Regions from separate parts of the Mus musculus genome. Here all the other regions are linked to region 3. Evidence: chromatin contacts called from public promoter capture Hi-C data. All regions are on one chromosome and are shown on one strand. Each heading gives the region's core, a stretch centred on a gene start, on an enhancer-like site or on the middle of the called end of the contact. The rest is flanking DNA. Distances are from core to core; before and after follow the strand shown. Region 1 holds the start of Tatdn2 (TatD DNase domain containing 2). Region 2 holds the start of Vhl (von Hippel-Lindau tumor suppressor). Region 3 holds the start of Washc2 (WASH complex subunit 2`). Region 4 holds the start of Ghrl (ghrelin).

Region 1 (4,994 bases), core at 227-2,726, 2.5 Mb before region 3:
GAGGCAGAGGCAGGCAGAATTTTATGAGTTTGAGACCAGCCTGGTTGGCAGACCTAGTTCCAGGACAGTCAAGATTTCACAGAGAGAGCCTGTCTTGAAAGAATCAAATCAAACCAAAACAACAAAACGACACCCCCCCCCCCAAAAAAAAAAGAAAAACCCCACAAACAAATAGAGATGGCTTCTGGGATGGTTAACCTTCACTGTGAACTTGGGTTAACAACCCTCTAGGAGTTAGATATGCTCTGGCTGTGACTAGGAGGGAGTTTACCGAGAGGATGAACTGAAGACAGAAGACTCTGAGTATGGGAGGTGCTATTCCATGGGTTTGGCTCCTGCATTGGGTAATTAAAAAAAAAAAAAAAAGTGAAGGCCAGCTGAGTGTGGAGAGCCTTTAGTTCTTGCCACCACAGCTGTTGGCCAAGAGCAGTCTGGGAATGAAGTAGTAGGACAAACTCTTTTCTTTACTGTTTTGGTTCTGGGGGGCGGGGGCATTTTAAGTGTCACAGGCTGGTCTGGAATTCCTGACCCTCCCCTCCAACACCTCCAGAGGGCTGCGATTACTTACAGACTTGTGTGACACCTGGGTAATTTGGTGATTAGGATCAAAAGCTTGCTTCTCCTGTAAGTGCTCTGCTATTGAGCTGCAATCATTACCTTTTCTGGGGTTGGTGTGGGAAGGTTTGAAACAGGGTCTCAAGAAGTTAGGAGGTGACCTTGAACTCTGGATCCTCTGTCCTACGGCTCTCTTGATGTGGGGTTATATCTCTTCTTTTCTTTCTCTCTCTCTCTCTTTTTTTTTCTTTTCTTTTGATCTCACTCGGAAGCCTAGGTTGATCGGAACTCATTAGCTATCCCAAACTGGCTTCGAACTCAGCAGTTCCCCAGCCTCAGCGACCCAAATGGAATTACCAATGTGAGCTACTATGGCTGCTTCAGGCACCTCTCTGTTCTCCCCACCCCCCGCTATTAAAATTTTTTTAGTTGTAGTCAGGTTCTAAAACGTCTAGGCTGGACTTTGTCAATCGTCCTGCCTCTTCTTCCTGAGCAGTTGGTTTTACAGGTCTATCCGGCAGGCCTGGTTCTGTTTTTTGTGTGTGTATGGCTTGTGCCTGCTAACCCCAATTCCGTCACTTTCTGGGTGTGTCGCTTGGTTTTTATCGAGCCACAGTTTCCTGCGTTGTTTTTTTTAAAAAAAAAAAAAAAAGGGGGAGGGGGGATGGGTGAGTAGGTGAGTGAGTGACAATGTTTGGCACGCGCGTCCGGTACCAAGAGGCCCGCCAAGTTACCCTCCATCGGTATTTTCGGCTCCCGGGCGTCCCCAGCAGGCCCTTCGCGCGGATCCAGGGCCACGTGAGAAGCTCCGCCACATATCGCTCCCAACCAACCACAGAGCTTCGTGAGGCGTAGGGGCACGCCCCAGAACGTCGGACCAACAGGCGCGCTCCGTCTTGCCCGAAGTCACGCCCCTCTCCCGTTGGAGCAATCGGCGCCGTCCCTGACGCCGGCTCCGCCCCTGCCGCACGCCGGCCGCCGGCCGCTGGGCAGGTTCCGCGGAGCTGACGCCGAGGTTGCGAAGTAGGCGGCGGGGCCGAGGCCTTGGATGAGGGCGCGGTGCGGCGCTGGGCCGGGTCAGCTGGAGGAGCGGAGGTGACTTCCGGCGCGCGGCTCCGGAGGCCAGTGGCTCCCTCAGGCCCGGGGCGGGACGGGGCGGCGGGAGGCGAGCGGCCACCCCGCCCGCGGCCCGCCCTTGGCGTCCGGGGCCTGCGGGCGCGTGCGGCCCAAAAGGCGGCTCCGCACGCGCTCGGCCCCCCGCGCAGGGCTTCGGAAGGCAGACCGCTGCACCGCGCCGCGCCGCGCCGGAAGCGCCTCGGCGTCTCGGGAGTGGCGCGCTGTTGACAGCCGCGCTCGCGGACTTGGGCTGCGCGTTGTTCGGGCTCGGCGCTCGGCCCGCGGACGCTTCTCGGAGCGCTGTGGCGTCCCCGAAGCCCGTAGCACTGGAATGGGCAGACGACAGGAACGGGAAAGGTCAGTGGGGCCGATTCCCGCCGTTGCCCTAGCGGCTTCCCGGCGGTGTGAGGCGAGCAGCCGCCAAGGCTGCTGCTACAATCGTCGTTCCTCTGTCCCTGGCAGGTGCCCATGGCGTCGGAGCGGCGCAAGGTCAAGTATCACTGGGGCAGCACGTCGGAAGGGTGTCCCAGCAAGCGCAGCCGCCCCCGGGAGCCCGGCAATGTGGCCCCCTCCAGCCGGCCAGGTCGCAGGTGTGCGTCGCGTCCTCGAGGGGCCAGCAGCCCCCAGCGTCTGAAAGTCCGGCGCGGGGACGATGTGGCCCGCGCTCCTCGGAGCTCAGTCCGCCGTCGCACCTCCTCTTCCTCTTCTTCGTCCTCTCTCTCTTCGGGCTCAGGTGTGGGTGAGGCCGCTTCCCCTGGCTTCCTGATTGCGAGCCCTCGGAGACTATTTACGTCCAAGGGGTCCCCTCTGCACCCTGCCCACTCCTCTCTAGAAGAAATGGCTTCTCTACGGAAGGAAGCTTGTAGCGTTAAGGTACGTGGCAGCGACGTCTGGCAAACAGTGAAGTCCCTTGCACGTGGTTTGAGGGGTGGAGAGAAGACATTTGGTGGGAAGAGAATAAAAATTAGATCTTTCCTGTGGAGGGCCTGGTGTGTGTGTGGGGGGGGGCGAGGGGGAGGGTGTTGAGGGGTAGAGCTCAGTATGGAGGGGGTTTTCAAACTTGGTGGCATTTGGAACTACTAGGAAAGCCTGATAATGGTTGTGGTCTGCCATCCCAGAGAGAGTGATTATAGATAGTTTGGAGGGATCTCTGCAACCTTCGAGTGATTGTAAATGGACAGTGGAACTGGAGGATCAGCACAATGGAAGGTGGAATAATGCCCAGGAAAGATGATGTAGATTTCGGTCAATTTATAGAGTTTGCCCTTGGGGCTGGAGAGAAGAAGGCACATACAGCTGCTGAAGGAGGACACAGGTTCTGAGAGCCCAGGTCAGGTGGTTCACAAGCCCCTGTAATTCCAGCTCCCATTCCTCGGGCTCCCATGGGTATCTATCTTCATGTGCACTTAACCCACATACGTGCACTTAATTAAAAATAAAATTAAATGGTCTTTGTACTTAGAACCGCTCTGAATTGCAGCTCAGGAAATGGACTCTTAGTGTGGCTTTTCACCAAAGTTGTGGATTTCTGCATGTTGGCATTCTCTGTTTGGTTAACAGGGTTTTGGATTTTTGAGACAGGGTCTCCTATAGACCAAGCTGTCCTGAATCCCACAGATCCCTGCCTGCTTTAAAGGTGTATGTCACTACACCTGGCTTGGGTACTTTTTTAGTTTATTAGTAGTTATCTTTGGAGATCAGCTCAAGTCTAGTTCCGCAGGGGAAACACACCGGGATTTGTAAGTTCTTGGAGCAGATTGGGGGATGCTTCTAAAGCAGACCTGCATCAGGTTTTGAGTGCCAGGCAGTGTTCTAGGAGTGTGAGGTTCTTCAGTAACTGCAAAACAAAGGTCCCTACTCTTCTACTGATACTAAAATGTAGATTTTAGAGTTCTGGTAGTCTTAAAAAGTGTGTATGTAGAAGAGTGTAAACACAATGAGAAAGTCTCATTTTGGGGGAAGATGGGCTGCCCCTAGGAAAAACAGCAAAGGTAGTCTAAGGAAAGGGAGTTTAACACCTTTCCTGATGGTTTCTTTTTTAGAAAGGTTCATTTAGTCTAGGTTGAACTCCATATGTAGCCAAGGAGGACCTTGAACTCCCAGTCCTCCATCTCTCCCTTCTGAGTTCTGGAGGCACAGGCATGTGTCACTGCATTTGACTTTCTTGGTGGGTTCATAGATGAAGCAGAGTCTTGGCTGTTTAACTCGGAAAGCTCTTTGTCTAAGTGTTTTTCTTCCCTTTTCTTTCTTTCTTTCTTTTTTTTGAGTTTTTCGAGACAGGGTTTCTCAGTATAGCTCTGGCTGTCCTGGAACTCACTCTGTAGACCAGGCTGGCCTCGAACTCAGAAATCCACCTGCCTCTACCTCCCAAGTGCTGGGATTAAAGGCGTGCACCACCACACCCGGCTTCTTTTCTTTTTAAATTTATTTATTTTTATTTCATGTGTATTGGTCTTTTGCCTGAATGTGTGAGGGTATCAGGTTGCCTGGAACTGGAGTTACAGACAGTCGTGAGCTGCCACGTGGATGCTGGGAATTGAACTTGGGTCCTCTGAAAGCGCCATACCCACCTCTCCAACGCCAAGTATATTGTTTTCTAATCACATGCTCTACAACTGAGTTTCATCTTCAGCCCATGTCCCATGTTTTCTCATTAATAGAGATTATAGCCTGATCTCTGGAGGGCAAGAGGAATTTTTCTAAGTTCACAAATAATGGCGAATTGAAAAGTTATCTTTGGCAGAATAGTACTGACTGTGGCTCAGATTAAGTCAGGTAAATACGAACCTTTGCTCATACAACTTAAGTTTGTTACTAGTTCATCCATGTGGGTTTTGGACAGTATTGATGCTAGATGATTGCATTTTTGACACAGAACCCCAGTGTCAGGGACAGGAATTTTCAGGCTCAGGCTATGCTGCCTGTTGCCAGTTAGTTGAGGGTATGGCCTCTGATCTGTTTGAGTCTAATCCTAGCCTGGTTTTATCTTTCATGAAGGCCGCTGGGGTCTCCTTTGGTAGTTATAGTCAGTACTTGAGTGTTATTGTATGCCCAACATTCTTTTGGGTCACGGAGCCAGGCGCTGTGTGATGAGAGGCCTGGGAAGATTCCCCTTGACCTTAGGAAGTGTAGGCCTCCTTCCCTGTGACCGTGTTGGTCTTGAGTCTCAGGTGTTGTGTGCTGGCACAGCTGAAGGACATTGATGAGACCATTTTCCCAGGCCGCCTCAGGTTGCTTACTCATTGTCCTACCCAGCCCTGCCTTCTTTAACTTCAACAGGTGCACACTTGGCTTTGTGTGCTCCAAGCTTTCAGCTCAGAGCT
Region 2 (5,294 bases), core at 1,419-3,918, 2.6 Mb before region 3:
TGTGTGTGTGTGTGTGTGTGTGTAAGTGCACATGTGTGTGCAAATATGCATGTGCCTGCAGAGACCAGAAGAGTGCCAGATCCCCTGGAGCTGAAGTTCCAGGCAGTTGTGAGTCACCTGGTGTTTTAGGAACCATCTCTTCTCTGATAGAGCAGTTTTAAGTAATGTTAACTGCTGAGCTCCCTCTAGTCCTTATTTTTATTCTTTAGGTTTTTTTAAATTTTACTTACTGTCTTTATGTATGTATGTGTATGTATGTACTATCAGGTATGTGTGTGCGCAAACTGCATGCCTGGTACCCACGAAAGTGTCCGATCCCCTGGGACTGGGGTCCCATATGGTTGTGAGCTGCCAATCAAACCAGAGTCGTCTGCAAGAGCAGCCAGTGCTCCTAACCAAGGAGCCAACTCTCCACCGTATTTTTATTTTTAAATCATGTATGTATGTTTGTTTGTGTATGGGGGCGGGGGGGGGCTTGCACATGTCTGTGGAGGTCAGAAGAGGGCATTGAACTCCCTAGACCTGGAGTGACAGGCAGTTGTGGGCCACCTGATGTGGATGCTGGGGACTGAACTCAGGTCCTCAGAGCAGCACACTCTTTAACTACTAAGCCATTTCTTTAGTCCATAAAACTGTATCTTCAACTGCTCCAAAAGCATGACATAAACTTCTACTGTTCAGGGTGATTTATTCGCCAGACTTGATAAAGGAGCCTAAATGGAATTCAGACACCCTGCTTGATTTTTTTCCTGGCTCATCTAGTCACCTTTCACATTCTTTGTTACAACCAAATAACACTGCTCCTCCGAGTTGTCCTGTGTCCTTCCACACTAGCCTTTCAGCATTCTGAAGGCAGAGACTGGTTCTATCACATGGCCCATTCAGTAGACATGTGCTAAACATAATATTAGACAAAATACTAAATTTGGTCTAGGCACAGAGGTAGGTGGCTCGCGTGTCATACATAAAGCTCTGGATTTCTCAACACTGAAAATAAAGAACCTACCTGAAAAATGGGGAACTAAAAATTCAAGAGAATTTAGAAGCCCTGGAGAGCTGACTCAGTGGTTAAGAGCACTGGTTGCTCTCACAGAGGACCTGGGTTCAATTCCCAGTTCCCACAACAGGCAGCTCACAGCGACTTCTGACTCCAGCTCCAGGAAATCCAATCCTCCCTGTGTTCATCAGCCCCTGGATGAGCTCACACATGCACACCCGTACATTTTTAATTTTTTGTTTATTTATTTACTTTGGTTTTTTGGGTTTTTGAGACAAGGTTTCTCTGTCTGTCCTGGAACTCACTTTGTAGACCAGGCTGGCCTCGAACTCAGAAATCCTCCTGCCTCTGCCTCCCAAGTGCTGGGATTAAAGGCGTGCGCCACCACTGCCCGGCCCGTACATTTAAAAAAAGCTCATCTGATGAAACTTCTGCCAGAAATGTCTATGGAAAAATGGCACTGAATGTTATCTGATAGTAGTTGTATGCTAATTCTTTGAACCAGTCATGGTAGCACATATCTAGAATGCCAGTACTTGGGAGGCAGACACAGGAGTGCCACTAATTTGAGGCCAGCCTGGGCTATATATATTCAGCTGCAAGGCAATGGGAACTATGCAATAAGTCTGCGTCTAAAAAGAAAAAGACAAAATATTTTAAAATTCTATTCACAAACATAAAAAAGTTTGAAAGGAAACAAAAACTGGTAATACTGTTTTCTGGGAATGCAGATGGAAAAGGAGGGAAAGTTTTACTTTTGTACTCTGGAAGACATTTTGAAATGTGTAGTTAAAAATAGAGACAGACTCAAACTCATCAATGAGAAAAACTTTAAATAATAGCATAGGTGGGCCCGGCAGCGGTGGTACTCAGCTTTTATATCAACACTTGGGAGGCAGAGGCAGGAGATTGGAGGTCAGACTGGTCTACAGAGTGAGTTCCAAGAGAGCTGGAGCTACCCAGAGAAACCCTGTCTTGAAAAACCAAAAAGCAAAGGCAGAAGGGGAAATATGGCAAGCCCGTGGAGATCTTAAGAGAAGAAATTAAATTTAAGTACACTCAAAAAAAAAAAAATATATATATATATATGAGGCTCATGCCTGTAATTCCAGCACTCTGGAGTCAGAGGCAGGAGATCACTCTTAAGTTTGAAGCTGGTTTGGTCTGTACACGGAATTCCAGACCAGCCAGGGGGAAACAATGCTACCCAAAAAAAAAAAAAAAAAAAAATCCAACTGCCCTTGGTCCCTGTTCTCTGGAGTCTGAGGCAGGGAGATCTTTGAGTTCAGGACAAGCCGGATATACATAATGAGTTCTAGGCCTACATAGTGAGACCCTACCTCAAAGCAAGTCTTTCTGGCATGGAGATAACGGCTTTAATCCCAGTACTCTGGAAGCAGAGGCAGGCAGATCTCCGAGAGTTCGAGGCCAGACTGATCTAGGGTGTGAGTTCCAGGACAGCCAGGATTACACGAAGAAACTCTATCTTGGGGGAAAAAAAAAAAAGAAGGAAAAAGAAAAGGAAAGGAAACAAACAGAAACCCAACTGTAGGAGGTGGAATTTATAACCCGGGGCTCCGCCGCGGCCCCGCCCCGCCGCCCCGCCGCCCCGCCCACTGCTGCGGCCCCGCCCACCGCCGCGGCCCCTGGCTCCGTGCCGCCCCGCCCCCCAGTTTGAGGGCTCCCGGCGGCCATTTCCGCCTTCAAGTTGCCCGGAGCGCGTCTGGGACCGGCAGACCTGTCCCGGAGCGCGTAGATCCGCACGCACGCACGCGCCGCCCACGTCCAGCTTGCGAATCCGAGGGACCCGTTCCAATAATGCCCCGGAAGGCAGCCAGTCCAGAGGAGGCGGCGGGGGAGCCCGGTCCTGAGGAGATGGAGGCTGGGCGGCCGCGGCCGGTGCTGCGCTCGGTGAACTCGCGCGAGCCCTCTCAGGTCATCTTCTGCAACCGCAGCCCGCGCGTCGTGCTGCCTTTGTGGCTCAACTTCGACGGCGAGCCTCAGCCCTACCCGATCTTACCACCGGGCACCGGCCGCCGCATCCACAGCTACCGAGGTACGAGCCGCGCGCTAGGCCGCTGCTGCTGTAACAGGCGGGGCGCTTTCTCTCCGACCCCGAGCATCTTGTCCCTACCCACTGCATCTACCCCGAGAAAATGCCCGGCCCCTACCAGTGATTTCGGATGCAGTGTTAACCCAGTTCCCGGTCAGGTTCGGCATGCGAACCTGCCTTGGTGATGACAACTTGGAGGGTTACAGACAAAAAAAATGTATGAACAGACAAGAACCAGCCTGTGTCATAATTGCTGCGCTAGGCACCGAGCTTAGAGGTTTGCGAAAGCATGGGCAGAGTGTGGGTGCGTCCAGGTGAAGAAAGAGCACGCAGCTTAGGAGAACCGGAGTAGGATAAGTCAGCTGAGGGAGTTAACAGTTGTAGTTGGGGGATCACCTTTACCGATTGGCGTCTTGGCCGAAAACAAGTGAGTATGGGATAACGGGTTGAACTCTCGATCTTTCTGCCTTCGCCACTGATTTCAGGTTTGTACCAAGCCTGACCACGTAAGCTTATTAACTGTGACAAGCATCAGTGGAAGTCAGTCAGTTCTATCAGTGTCATGACTGGATGGCTATGAAAAACAAGTGAAGCCGCTCTCAGGTGTACAATCCCCAGGACTCAGAAAACCGAGGCAAGATGACTGCACCAGGCTTTTTTGGTTTGCCGCCAAACAGTGAGAGAAAAAGTTCAAAAGTTGATTTTAGCCGTAGTGAATTGGGGCTGTTTGACATTGCCTTATTTATGTATTGAAAAAAAATGTACCCAGATCTGTGTGTGGTAGCCCAGGACTCAGGAGGCCAAGACAGAAGGATTTCACTGAGTGCAAGTCCAGCCTTGGCTAAGCCCCAAGATTGTGTCTGAAGCAACCAGCCAGACAGCTGAGTGATGTGGGAATTTTGTAGATCAGGCTGGCCTCTCACTGAAATCCAACTTCCTTCTGCCCCCTGAGTACTGGGATTAAAGCAAAGGCCTTTGTCACCAAGGCCGGTTTATACTGCTCTTTCAGGGTTAGCTTCTCAGTACCCAGGTCAGGCAGCTCACAAGTTTCCATTACTCCAGCTCCAGGGATCCGAGGTCCCTGCTCTTACTTGGGAAAAGAAACCCTAACCTTGGCAGTTTGAATAAGAGTGACTCCTATAGGCTAATATATCTGAATGCTTAGGGTGTAGTCCTAAGGATTAGTTTGAAAGTGGTGAAGGATGAGTAGGTGTGGCCTGGTTGGAGGAAGTGTGCCACTAGGGATGGGCTTTGAGGTTTCAGAAGCCTAAACCAAACTCACAATCTCACTGGCTACACCTTTGGATCTGGATGTAGAGAATCCTTAGTTACTTCTCCAGCCCCAAGTCTGCCTGGGTACCACCATGCTTCCCATCATGCTGATGATGGATGGATTAAAACCCCTGAAACGCTCAGTAAGCCTCAGTTAGATGCTTTCTTTTATTAGAGTTGCCATGGTTTTGGTGTCTCTCAGCAGCAGCAGCATTGACATAAGACAAACAAACCAACTGTGGCAGTCCTCTTGCCTCAGCCTCCTACAACAGACTTCCGTATTTTCATAACCATCCCGGGAAGATCTTGGTAGAACTTTTCTCCTGATGGTGGTACATTTAATGAACTCATGTGACCAGTCAGGTCACAAACTTGTAGTGACTTGGGGAACAGGTGGAGGCAGGATGATCAGGAGTTCAAGCCAGTCTGGACAGCATGCTACCTGGACGTAATGAAAACAGTAGGATGGAATAAACTGATGCTTCTCAAGTTGTCTTTTTGATACAGAGAGGAGAAAAGAGCTTCTCACATCTGGAGATGTAGCATTTGTCTCTCAGTGCTAGCGATGGTTCTCCCTCTGTGTACCTGTGCTTTGCCTGAGGGTCAATCTGTATCCTGGGTATGGAGGCCAAGCAAGAGGCTCTGTCTGACCCCTGGAAACTAGTTACAAATGTTTGTTAGATGTCACATGGGTGCTGGGAACCAAACCTGGGTCCTCTTCAAGAGCAACAAATGCTCTTAACCACTGAGCTATCATCTCTTTAGCCCCTGCCCGTTTGTATGTTTATTTGAAAAGGGGCTTAGCATGTAGCAGTCTGTCCTTTTGTTTTGTTTTGTTTTGTTTTTTTAGAGACAGGGTTTCTCTGTGCAGTCCTGACTGTCCTGTCACTCACTCTGTAGAACAGGCTGACTTTAAACAGATCCTCTGTCTCTCAAGTGCTGGGATTAAAGGCATCCTCCACCAGGCTGCAG
Region 3 (4,655 bases), core at 1,262-3,761:
TTTTTTAAGAAAGCAAGCCTAATAAACCTTGAGGAGCAAGCCAATAAACAGCACTTCTTCATGGCCTCTGCATCAGCTCCTGCCTCCAGGTTTCTATACTGCTTGGGATCCTGCCCTCACTGCTTTTGACAACCTGTTAAATGGAACTGTGAGTGAAATAAACTCTTTCCTTCCCAAGCTGCTTTTGTTCATGGTGTTTCATCACAGCAATAGTAATCCTAACTAAGACGGTAACTTAGGCTTAAGGTTATAATTAAGGGTTAGTATTTGGTTTGGGTTAGGATTAAGATGAAAAAGATTATGGTTAATTTTCTGTATAGTTTTTAGGTTAAGGTTACTTTATCACTATGGTTTAGGGTTAAGATTAGATTTAGCAATGGTTAGGACTAGGGTAGGGTTAGAATTAGGGGTAGAGTTAGTATTAGGGTTCTGGTTAGGGACTATGGTTAGGTTTAGCATTCTATTTAAGGGTTAGGATTATGTATAAAGTTTACCACTATATTTAACCATAACTAGCCCTTAACTCTAACCTTAATCCCTAACCCTTAACCTGATCCTGACCCTCAACCCTAAGCCTAACTATAATTCTAGTTCTGACCCTAACCTTTTTTTTTTTTTTTTTTTTTTTTTGAGATATCATGCCACCATGCAGCTCTGACTGGCCTGGAACTCTCTATGTAGAGAAGTTGGAGCTCAAACTCACAGATAATCTGTCTACCTCTGCCTTTCAAGTATTAGGTCTCAAGGGGTTTGCTTACCTCAAACTGTATTCTAAACTCTATTAAAACTACTCTTAAGCTAACCTTAGTCAAACACCCTTCCCTAACACTAATACTAAGCTAAGACCAGGCTGCCTTCACACAAACATGTATCAGTTTAGATATGCCTCTTCAGGGTTGGGATAAAGAAATTGTGTGCTACCATACCCAGCTGTGTAATGAATATTAAGGCTGCCCTAATCCTAATTAAACCTTCATCTGTTACGCTCACCCTAAGACTAACGCTCTCCTAACCATAATTCACAACTATCTCAGCATTAACCGTAACACTAAATCCTAACTATAACCCTTCCTTTTATGAGTTGCTTCTGAGGTAATTTTTATTATAACAATAGAAAAATAACTAAGACAGCCACCTTAACCCTAACCCCCAAAATAGCACCATAACCACAATGTTAATCATAACCCTAAATCTAATGTCTATCTATAACACCTGCTCACCCTAACAGCAACACAGATACAATCACACTAATGCTACAGAAACCAACCTGAGCCTTTACCCTGGCTTTACTAGTTCACAGCTGACTACTTGCTCATAAGCAGTTAACTCCCCATTCCCTTCTTTCCTCAATCCCTGGCCCCCACCAACCTACTTCCTCTCTCTGGATTGATCCATTCTGGATATTTCATATAAATAGAATAACCTGTGCTCATGTATATGACTGACCTCTTTCAATTGAAGTATTTCTAGGTTAATTCATGCCCTATCATATATCAGCATTTTATTTCTTTTGGTGAATTGCGTGGTTCTACAGCATTTTGTTTATCCATTCGTCACCTGATGGACATTTAGATTGCTTCTGCTTTCTGGGTATGGATCAACACTACAGTGAAAATTCTTGCAGATTTTTACCTGAGCAGGTTTTCATTTGTCTTAGTTGCATACCAAAGAGAAATCTTTAATGAGGTTTCAACGGAGGTGGCCACAAAGCAAAATCTGAAAGTTGGAAAAATAATCTGCACAGGAGAAATGATAAGATCTAAGGTGAGCACTCACCATATACCAGGCACTATCTGTTTTAACACCTATTATCGCTTCTTTTTTATTTTTATTTTTCGAGACAGAGTTTCTCTCTGTGTAGACCAGGCTGGCCTCGAACTCAGAAATCCGCCTGCCTCTGCCTCCCAAGTGCTGGGATTAAAGGTGTGCGCCACCATGCCCGGCTGTATTGCTTCTTTAATATGCAGAAGAAAGCTTATAGAAGAAGCTAAGTAACTTGTTCTCGGGCACACAAAAAGGAAAGATAAGGGGTTATTTCTAAAAGTCAGTCTGGGCAAGACCAACTCAGAAAGGGGTCTGTTCACAAGGAAGTGCTAGTGGACAGCCAGGGGAGCTTTGGATTTCGATTTCTACCCCTCCACCTCCCGGCCTTGAATCTCAGCTGAGGGTTTCAAGAATTTCAAGCGGATCCACATTGAACTGAAACCAAACCGGTTAGCAGATGTACACATTGAGGGTCACTGTGGCCCTGGGCTAGTCTCACATCACATGCATAATCAATAAAGCCGCCGCACATCCAGGAAGTCGTCCTCCGCTCTCCTTCCTCTTCAGCTCCCACCTGGTAGGCCACGGGACTCCTCAGCATGGGCCCCACTGGTACCTTCCGCCTCTTTCGCACTAGCTGGCCGCTTAAACACCTTCTCTCTGGTCAAACCCAATTACCCAGGAGCTACTAACCCATAGCTCCCGATCAGAGGCTGCGCCCCAGGTCACGTGAGGACACCATCACGTGACGTGAACCATGTGATTACCACCGCGCTGGGTGGGCAGTGTAGTAGCCACTCCCGTAGTCACTTTGGAGCTTGCTGAGTGGCGGTGTCATCGTGGTGAGGACGGCGGCCCAGGAGGGCAGGGCTGGATCCTTCGCCCCAGACTCAGCTCTTCTTTTTGTCCTTCTCGCTGTAGATGAACCGGACGAGCCCCGACTCGGAGCGGCCTCCGGCATCCGAGCCGGTGTGGGAACGGCCCTGGTCGGTGGAGGAGATCCGCCGCAGCAGTCAGAACTGGTCTCTGGCGGCTGACGCCGGTGTGAGCGGGGGACCCGGGGCCAAGGGAGGGACAGAGTTGTAGTTACCCCTCCTCGGGGACACGCTTCCTCCAGTATTCAAAGGCGCAATCTCAGACACCGGGGAGGGCGGCCCTGTGGGCTTCTACCCAGCACTCTGCCGCGCAGACGCGGGTTTCCTTCCGTGCAGTGGCTTTTCAACCTTGCCCTCCACGCCATCCTGCTGAGCAGATTCTGTTTCTGCCCTCTCCAAGGACTGCTTTGTCTCTACGGAGGCCCTTCTGTATTAGAACTGGGGCTAAATGGGGCAGCACATATTTTTGAGTAGATCTGCTCACTTCGGGACCTAAGAGCTCAGAACTTTCATACAAGTGGGATTTGGGGTGTTTTGTCACACTATGTGGTCTCTGGAGCGTGACAACCAAACAGGGCTTTAAATCCCTGTAGAAATGTGATACTGGTTTTGTGTTCTGGACAAACTTATCTGATGAGCTTTCTTAATGCTTTCCAGGGTCACCTGACCTTAGATCAACAGTATCATCCCTTTTTCTTAACATAGGGGCAAAAGGGGAGGGGTTTTTTGTTTGTTTGTTTTGCTTTAAATCACATGTAGTGTTGATACTTGTGTATGTTTCTTTTCAAAATAGCTACTACAGTTTCTACAGGAATTCTCACAGCAGACTATCTCCAGGACTCATGAAATCAAGAAGCAGGTGGATGGATTAATTCAGGAGACCAAAGCCACACATTGTCGTCTGCATAATGTGTTCAATGACTTCCTCATGCTGTCTAATACCCAGTTCATTGAGAATGTGAGTTGTTTTATGGTATCTGACTTTCGAATAATCCCTTTTGGGGAGTAAGAACTATTGTCATTTATAATGATAATAAGGTTCTCTTCTAAGTTTTGGTGGATAGATTGGTTCTTGGTAACTGAAGCTCCTTTCTCTGAAATCAGTGTCTTTTATCAGTAAAGTTCATGGGTTTTACAAACCTTTAAAAACATCTAATAATAAGGTTTGCCTCGTGCTGGTTTTTCTGTTTTTAGTTTTGAGGGCAATTACCATTTGAGCAGAGTTGTGTGCCTCTCAAAAAAGCCACTGTGCTCATTCAGTATGGTCAGCTCTAAGCCTGGCTTGGCCTCACGTGCCCCACTTTTGCCTTCAGTCCCTAGAGACTTTATGTAGGTCCATCATGTCTCCCTCAGTTGTGTAAGTGAATGCAGATGTCTGCTTTGCATTTCGTCATCTACAGTTTTCTTTTTCTTCCTTTTCTTTTTTCTCCTTCTGTTTGTTTGAGACAGGGTTTCTCTGTGTAGCCCTGACCGTCCTGGAACTCACTCTGTAGACCAGGCTGGCCCGGAACTTACAGAAATCTACTTGCCTCTGCCTCCCAAGTACTGAGATTTAAGGTGTGGGCCACTACTGTCCCGCCAGCACCAGTTTTTCAATTTGGATGAATATATGACACAGAGTCACCAGTACAAATGCTGCTGGCCTTTAACTAAAGTGTATGTGAATTTTGTTTTCATAGTGAGTTCCTGCAATCTGCTAGGAATACACAGATAAATTATCTTGGTAGAATTACAATAGAAAAGACGCAGGCATGCCTGGAGCCATCTAGCAAAGGGAAAGGAATGTATTGAGAACAGGGGGTGGGGTGGGGGGCTGTGGGGGGAGCTTAGTTCATCTGATCCAAGAATATTTTTCTGAATTAATTTGTAGAAAGGCATTGGGGGGGGGCGGTTGTATTTTTTTTTTTTTTTTTTTTTAGCAGCTCAGGATTAGTTCTGACTAGTGTAGAACTTGCTATATAGACCAGGCTGGCCTTGAATTTGGAGAGAAATTCTCACCTCTGAGGTTACAGGCTT
Region 4 (4,632 bases), core at 1,528-4,027, 2.5 Mb before region 3:
CCCTAAGATCCTTATGTGTCTGCTGGCGTTTTCAGTGCTACTGTGGCACAGATTCCCGAAGTGAAGTTATACTGTAAAGATGCTTTAAAGCCAGATAATTTGAAATGCTGGAAATAGGCCTCAGCACAGCCTCACAGTTAGAGGACTGAGGCTCAGATGGGGCCTGACAGCTAGCTAACACAATCCCTGGAACACAGGGCTGTGGAAGATGGACCTGGCTATCCAGCTTTCCTGGGTTGCTACACACCCAGCTCAACACCCTTCCCCACAGATAGTCAGGAAGATTAGAACCTCAGGAGTGGGGCTAGGGGAGAAAATTTGTATCATTCATAAAATAGGTTAAGCTCCATTTCAGATTGACTCACCTTTGACCTCTTCCCAGAGGATATCCTGAAGAAACTTCCCCAGGGCCCGGCCATGCTGCTGATACTGAGCTCCTGACAGCTTGATGCCAACATCGAAGGGAGCATTGAACTAGAGAAAGTAGGGTTGGGAGGTCCTCAGGCCTCATCTTGTCTGCCCTGCTCCAAATGCCCCAGTCTCCCCAGGGAGGCTGTGCCATGTTAGCCATCTGGGTATCTGAGTGATTTGTGAATGTGAATCTTAGAGCCAGGAGGGTGTGCTAACTGGTCTAGTACTCTCCCGGTCCTCAGAGAGACTGTGTGACTCCCTGGTCACAAAACAGAGGTGATAGACAAGGATTTAGAAAGTAGGATTCTTCCTGAATTCTGCCCAGCTCCCCAAGTCCTTGGTTAACATGGGCACTGACTGTCAGGCTGCTAGGCACCATATCTATCGACTAGTCTTCTACAGAAGATGGTAGCCAGTTCCTCTGTAGTTTGTTTTGGCCTCCAGGAAATACAATACTGTAGGGAGCAATATGGATGTGTGTGCTCGCGTTATGCCCTTTTTTTGTGGACCTACTGGGCCCTTCTAACCTACCTTAGCAAATGCTAATTTTTTCTTCTCACACTCCATTGTTCAGGGCAAACTGGTCAGATCATCTAACTGCCAGAAGTGGCAACATTCCAGGTTCTTACACAACATGGAAAAGTGCCCTTTTCTTTGAATCAGGGCCCATATGTTTAGTGGGTACAGGTGGTTGGCATTCTGCCTCTAGACCTGATTTTGGGGGGGAAAAAAAAACTTGGGAAAGAGGTGGAGATTCAGGTGTGAGGGTAAGCAGGGTCACATTCTGCGTCCAGTGTGCTACAGTGCCATGTGCTCTGTACTCACTTTGCAGGCCACATGTTTGGTTTCTGTTGAGTATCACAGAAACTAGGAAATGCTGTTAATCCTAGCCGTGTGTGTGTGTGTGTGTGTATGTGTGTGTGTGTGTGTGTGTGTGTGTGTGTGTGTGTGTGTGTGTGTGTGTGTGTGTGTGTGTGTGTGCTCTTCCCTATGAGAACTAAGTACAGCGCTCTTGAGGCTGGGGGGCTACCTGCTCAGTGTGGTCATGGGTTGTCTCATAAGACTGTTAGTGAAGGAGCCTTGGTGAGTCAGGAAGTAGTTTTAAGTGTCACATTTCCTGTGGAGCAAGGGTTTGAGAAGGAGCCTAAGCTGGAGAGAGGGTGAGAGAGCAGGCGTTTAGTGATCTTGGCATTTGTCCTTGACCAGAGAGGAAGGTAGAAGGAGTGTAGTAAACTGACCTGATGGCCTTGGCCAAGGGAGTTGATCTTTTAACTTGTGTTTCTTATCTACAAAATTCAACAAGTGATGCCAGCTTATTTAGCTCATGGGGTCTTGTATAGAGAAGTGGTCCATGATAAAGGTAGAGAACAGGCTGGGGTGTGGCCCCTGGCAGACAGAGCACCTGCTTAGCAATTGTGAAGCCCTAGCTCGTGTCTCCTGCTTCCCAGTTTATCATGGTTGCCGTGTTTAAAGATGAAGTTGTTGCATGCAGACAGAGTATAGGGACTGGCACTGTCAGGTGCTGCTTCCATTTCCCAGGAGAATCCTAGTTGAGCTGCTGAGAGGCACCTATGGTCCCTTTAGTCCCTTCTCCCAATCCAAAGCTGTTTGTGTTTTTCCTTAGCCCATCTAAGGTTTTTCAGAGCAAGCCCAGCTCTGTTAGGCCACACGTGGGCTGGCCAGCCTAGCCTGCACTAGCCTTCCTACCTCTCCATCACCAAGGCAGGCCTGAGAGGTCCTGGGACAAACAAGGCTTTCTTCTGTTTCTGTATCCATCAGTGCTTCCTGGCTCCTGTGATCCCTCAATCTGTTTTGTTTTTGCTGCGCATGTCTGCTGCTCCCTTGCTACCCTTGAAACAGTTACCTCTTGGGATGGAGACTCTGAGCCCCTTGTGGAGCTGTTAGTGCTGGACTCTAATCCTTGAGTAGCCTGAAAAGCCAGCATATGGCTTACCCTCCATACCCCAACCCCTTTACTGTTATAAGAACATGCTGGTGCCTGGGTACCAACCCTGATCTCCAGCTCCTCCTCTGTCTCTTCTGCTTGTCCTCTGTCCTCTGGGTGGAGCCAGCCTTCCAGAGCTCGTGGCTGCAGTTTAGCTGGTGGCTTCTTGGATTCCTTTCTCTGCTGGAAAGGAAAAGAGGGTTCTCTTTCTCTCTCTCTCACACACACACACACAGATCGGGGTAGATGTGGGGGCTTAGGGAGACAGACTGACTGACCTGGGCTTTCTGGTGCTCTGGGCTCAGGAAGCTGGAGCCTGCCATGGCCATGTCCATCCAGAGCATGCTGAGTAGCAGCAAACTGCAGATGGTGCCTGAAGACAGCATGGTCTTGGTGGTGAGGACAGATGACCTGGGGGAGAGAGGGTCTTCTGGTAGCCTACTTCATCTCCATGTTATGTGCCTTAGAATTTGCTCAGGCTAGAATCCAGCAAGCTTCTAGAAGTAAGGACTGCTGGACGAAGCAAGGCTCTCTTGTCACCATCTTTCAAGGGTGGGAGCTGAAGGCTGACCTCTGCTTTTTCAATCTTTGGAGGCAGACAGAGCCTGATGTGATAGAGGGTTGTCCATTTCAGTGTTGCTTGTCCCTTGCCCTCAGGAGCCTGATGACAGAGCTAATTAGGCTGACCAGTGAGCTCACTGACACTTATGAATGACCAGTGCTGAATAATTTAGACCCCGGTGAGCTTGCATGTTCATGCATACATATATACATATATACATATATATACACACATATACAGACAGCTAAGAGAGCTTACCTGGAATGCCTGGGGATGTGGTGCCTGCTCACCGGCTTCTCCTTATATAGGAAGCCTTGTGTTTGTTCACATCCGGTAGCCTCATCTCTTGAGGCTGTGTAGTTTGTGTGGGCAGTATTGCATTCCTTGGGAACTAAGTACTCTTTTTTTCCCCTCACTGTTGAAGAACAAACAGTGGAGGACAGGTGCCAAAGTCGGGACAGTTGGCTTGGGTGGGGCACCAGCTCCTGATTCTCCATGGTCCCTGTGTGGGCTTGGCCCTGGTGGTGGATTGGCAGCTGAGCTCTGAGGTCTTGCTTAGTTGTGGTATAACCTTGGCTTGCCTCCTTCCATGTGAGATGATGTTGCCACCAGGAGAACTTGTCCAATTTTGGACAAAATTGGACAAGATTTTGTCCAATTTTGCTTTGCCACTGAGGCTGTTGTGGCTTCTGCACACCGGTCACATAGAGACCTGCTTCTGGGGTGTTCTCGAAAAAGGGCTGCACTGCCATCCCCAGGAGCAAGTGTCGGGAAAGGTGCACCTGGTGGTTACACCTTACTGCTTGTCTGTGTCTTGCTTGCGTTTGCTGGTTGATTTTGTCTTATACTGTTGGGCATAGTCCCCAGGGCCTTGTTTTTGGTAGGCAGTTCTCACTGAGCCATTCTCCAAGCCCGTTCTGGTGTTTGTTAACCTGGCAGCTTTGCCTCTCTGTTCTCTGGCAGGTATCAAGGCTCTATCTAGCACAAGGAATGCCCATTGTGGAGATGCAGATGAGATAGACCTGGTATAGGAGTCCTGCAGTATAGCTTTGACAGGAGACAGCCCTTTGGATACCTTCATGTCTTAAGAAAAATAGGGCAGGGCAGTGGCAGAGGCAGGCCGACCAGAGTGTGAGGTCCAGGACTGCTAAAGCTAACAGAGAAACTGTCTCAAAAACAAAACAAAGAAATAGGATAGCTCAAGGGCCTATGTCTTTCTGGGGCAGTGTAGGCTCCTGAAGCAGTTTTCTGACCTGTCCCTGCTGCTACGGTGTTGGCGACATTGCAGTGGCAGGCTACTCTGGATGTCTAGTTAGGGGCTGTTGCCAACAGGACAAATAATTCAGAGCCCCATGATATCCTCACCTACTGTGAAGTTTTGGAGGAGAGTGGGCTCTGTGGGATCTCTTGGTGCAGGTGAGGTGTGGGCTGGGTTGCAACTCCTGTGAGGAGATAGACCATCTGGTAGAGGTAGCTGAAATCCCAACATCATATTCATAGGCCTGTCACCCACCAGAACTTAGAAACCATTTAGCCCTGGGGCCCAGGGGTCTAAAGGTGAGGTGTTGTGGAAACACTGCGGCCCTCCAGTCTGTGAGGACAGAAAGCCTGTGCATGGTGACCAGGCATCGGCTGAAATATGAAGCTTGTCCACTCAGCCGCTGTAAGCCTTTGGAGGCAGGAGGTGCTGGTGTTGATCTTAGATAAGACCACA

The links. Promoter capture Hi-C pulls out the DNA fragments that hold promoters and counts their contacts. Capture Hi-C pulls out chosen DNA fragments and counts their contacts.
Region 1: a promoter capture Hi-C map of liver shows a contact between it and region 3, with 2.8 times the contacts expected there. The contact joins the promoter of Tatdn2 here to the promoter of Washc2 in region 3. A contact is called at or near these places in 2 of 39 promoter capture datasets (liver and pre-B cells) and 1 of 9 other capture datasets (liver).
Region 2: a promoter capture Hi-C map of liver shows a contact between it and region 3, with 2.3 times the contacts expected there. The contact joins the promoter of Vhl here to the promoter of Washc2 in region 3.
Region 4: a contact with region 3 is called in a promoter capture Hi-C map of liver, with 4 times the contacts expected there. The contact joins the promoter of Ghrl here to the promoter of Washc2 in region 3. A contact is called at or near these places in 2 of 39 promoter capture datasets (liver and pre-B cells).

The regions. Positions count from the first base shown.
Region 1 is chr6:113,695,574-113,700,567 of GRCm38.p6, forward strand. It overlaps Tatdn2 (TatD DNase domain containing 2), which reads left to right and starts at 1,477. Exons shown (of 8, transcript NM_001347356.1): 1 at 1,477-2,028; 2 at 2,134-2,544. The coding sequence starts at 2,140.
Region 2 is chr6:113,621,326-113,626,619 of GRCm38.p6, forward strand. It overlaps Vhl (von Hippel-Lindau tumor suppressor), which reads left to right and starts at 2,669. Exons shown (of 3, transcript NM_009507.4): 1 at 2,669-3,053. The coding sequence starts at 2,816.
Region 3 is chr6:116,205,522-116,210,176 of GRCm38.p6, forward strand. Washc2 (WASH complex subunit 2`) reads left to right here and starts at 2,512. Exons shown (of 31, transcript NM_026585.3): 1 at 2,512-2,606; 2 at 2,686-2,808; 3 at 3,433-3,597. The coding sequence starts at 2,686. It overlaps 9530062K07Rik (RIKEN cDNA 9530062K07 gene), which reads right to left and starts at 2,472. Exons shown (of 4, transcript NR_131013.1): 1 at 2,381-2,472; 2 at 1,633-1,736.
Region 4 is chr6:113,716,688-113,721,319 of GRCm38.p6, forward strand. It overlaps Ghrl (ghrelin), which reads right to left and starts at 2,778. Exons shown (of 4, transcript NM_001379129.1): 1 at 2,635-2,778; 2 at 2,423-2,539; 3 at 366-474. The coding sequence starts at 2,742.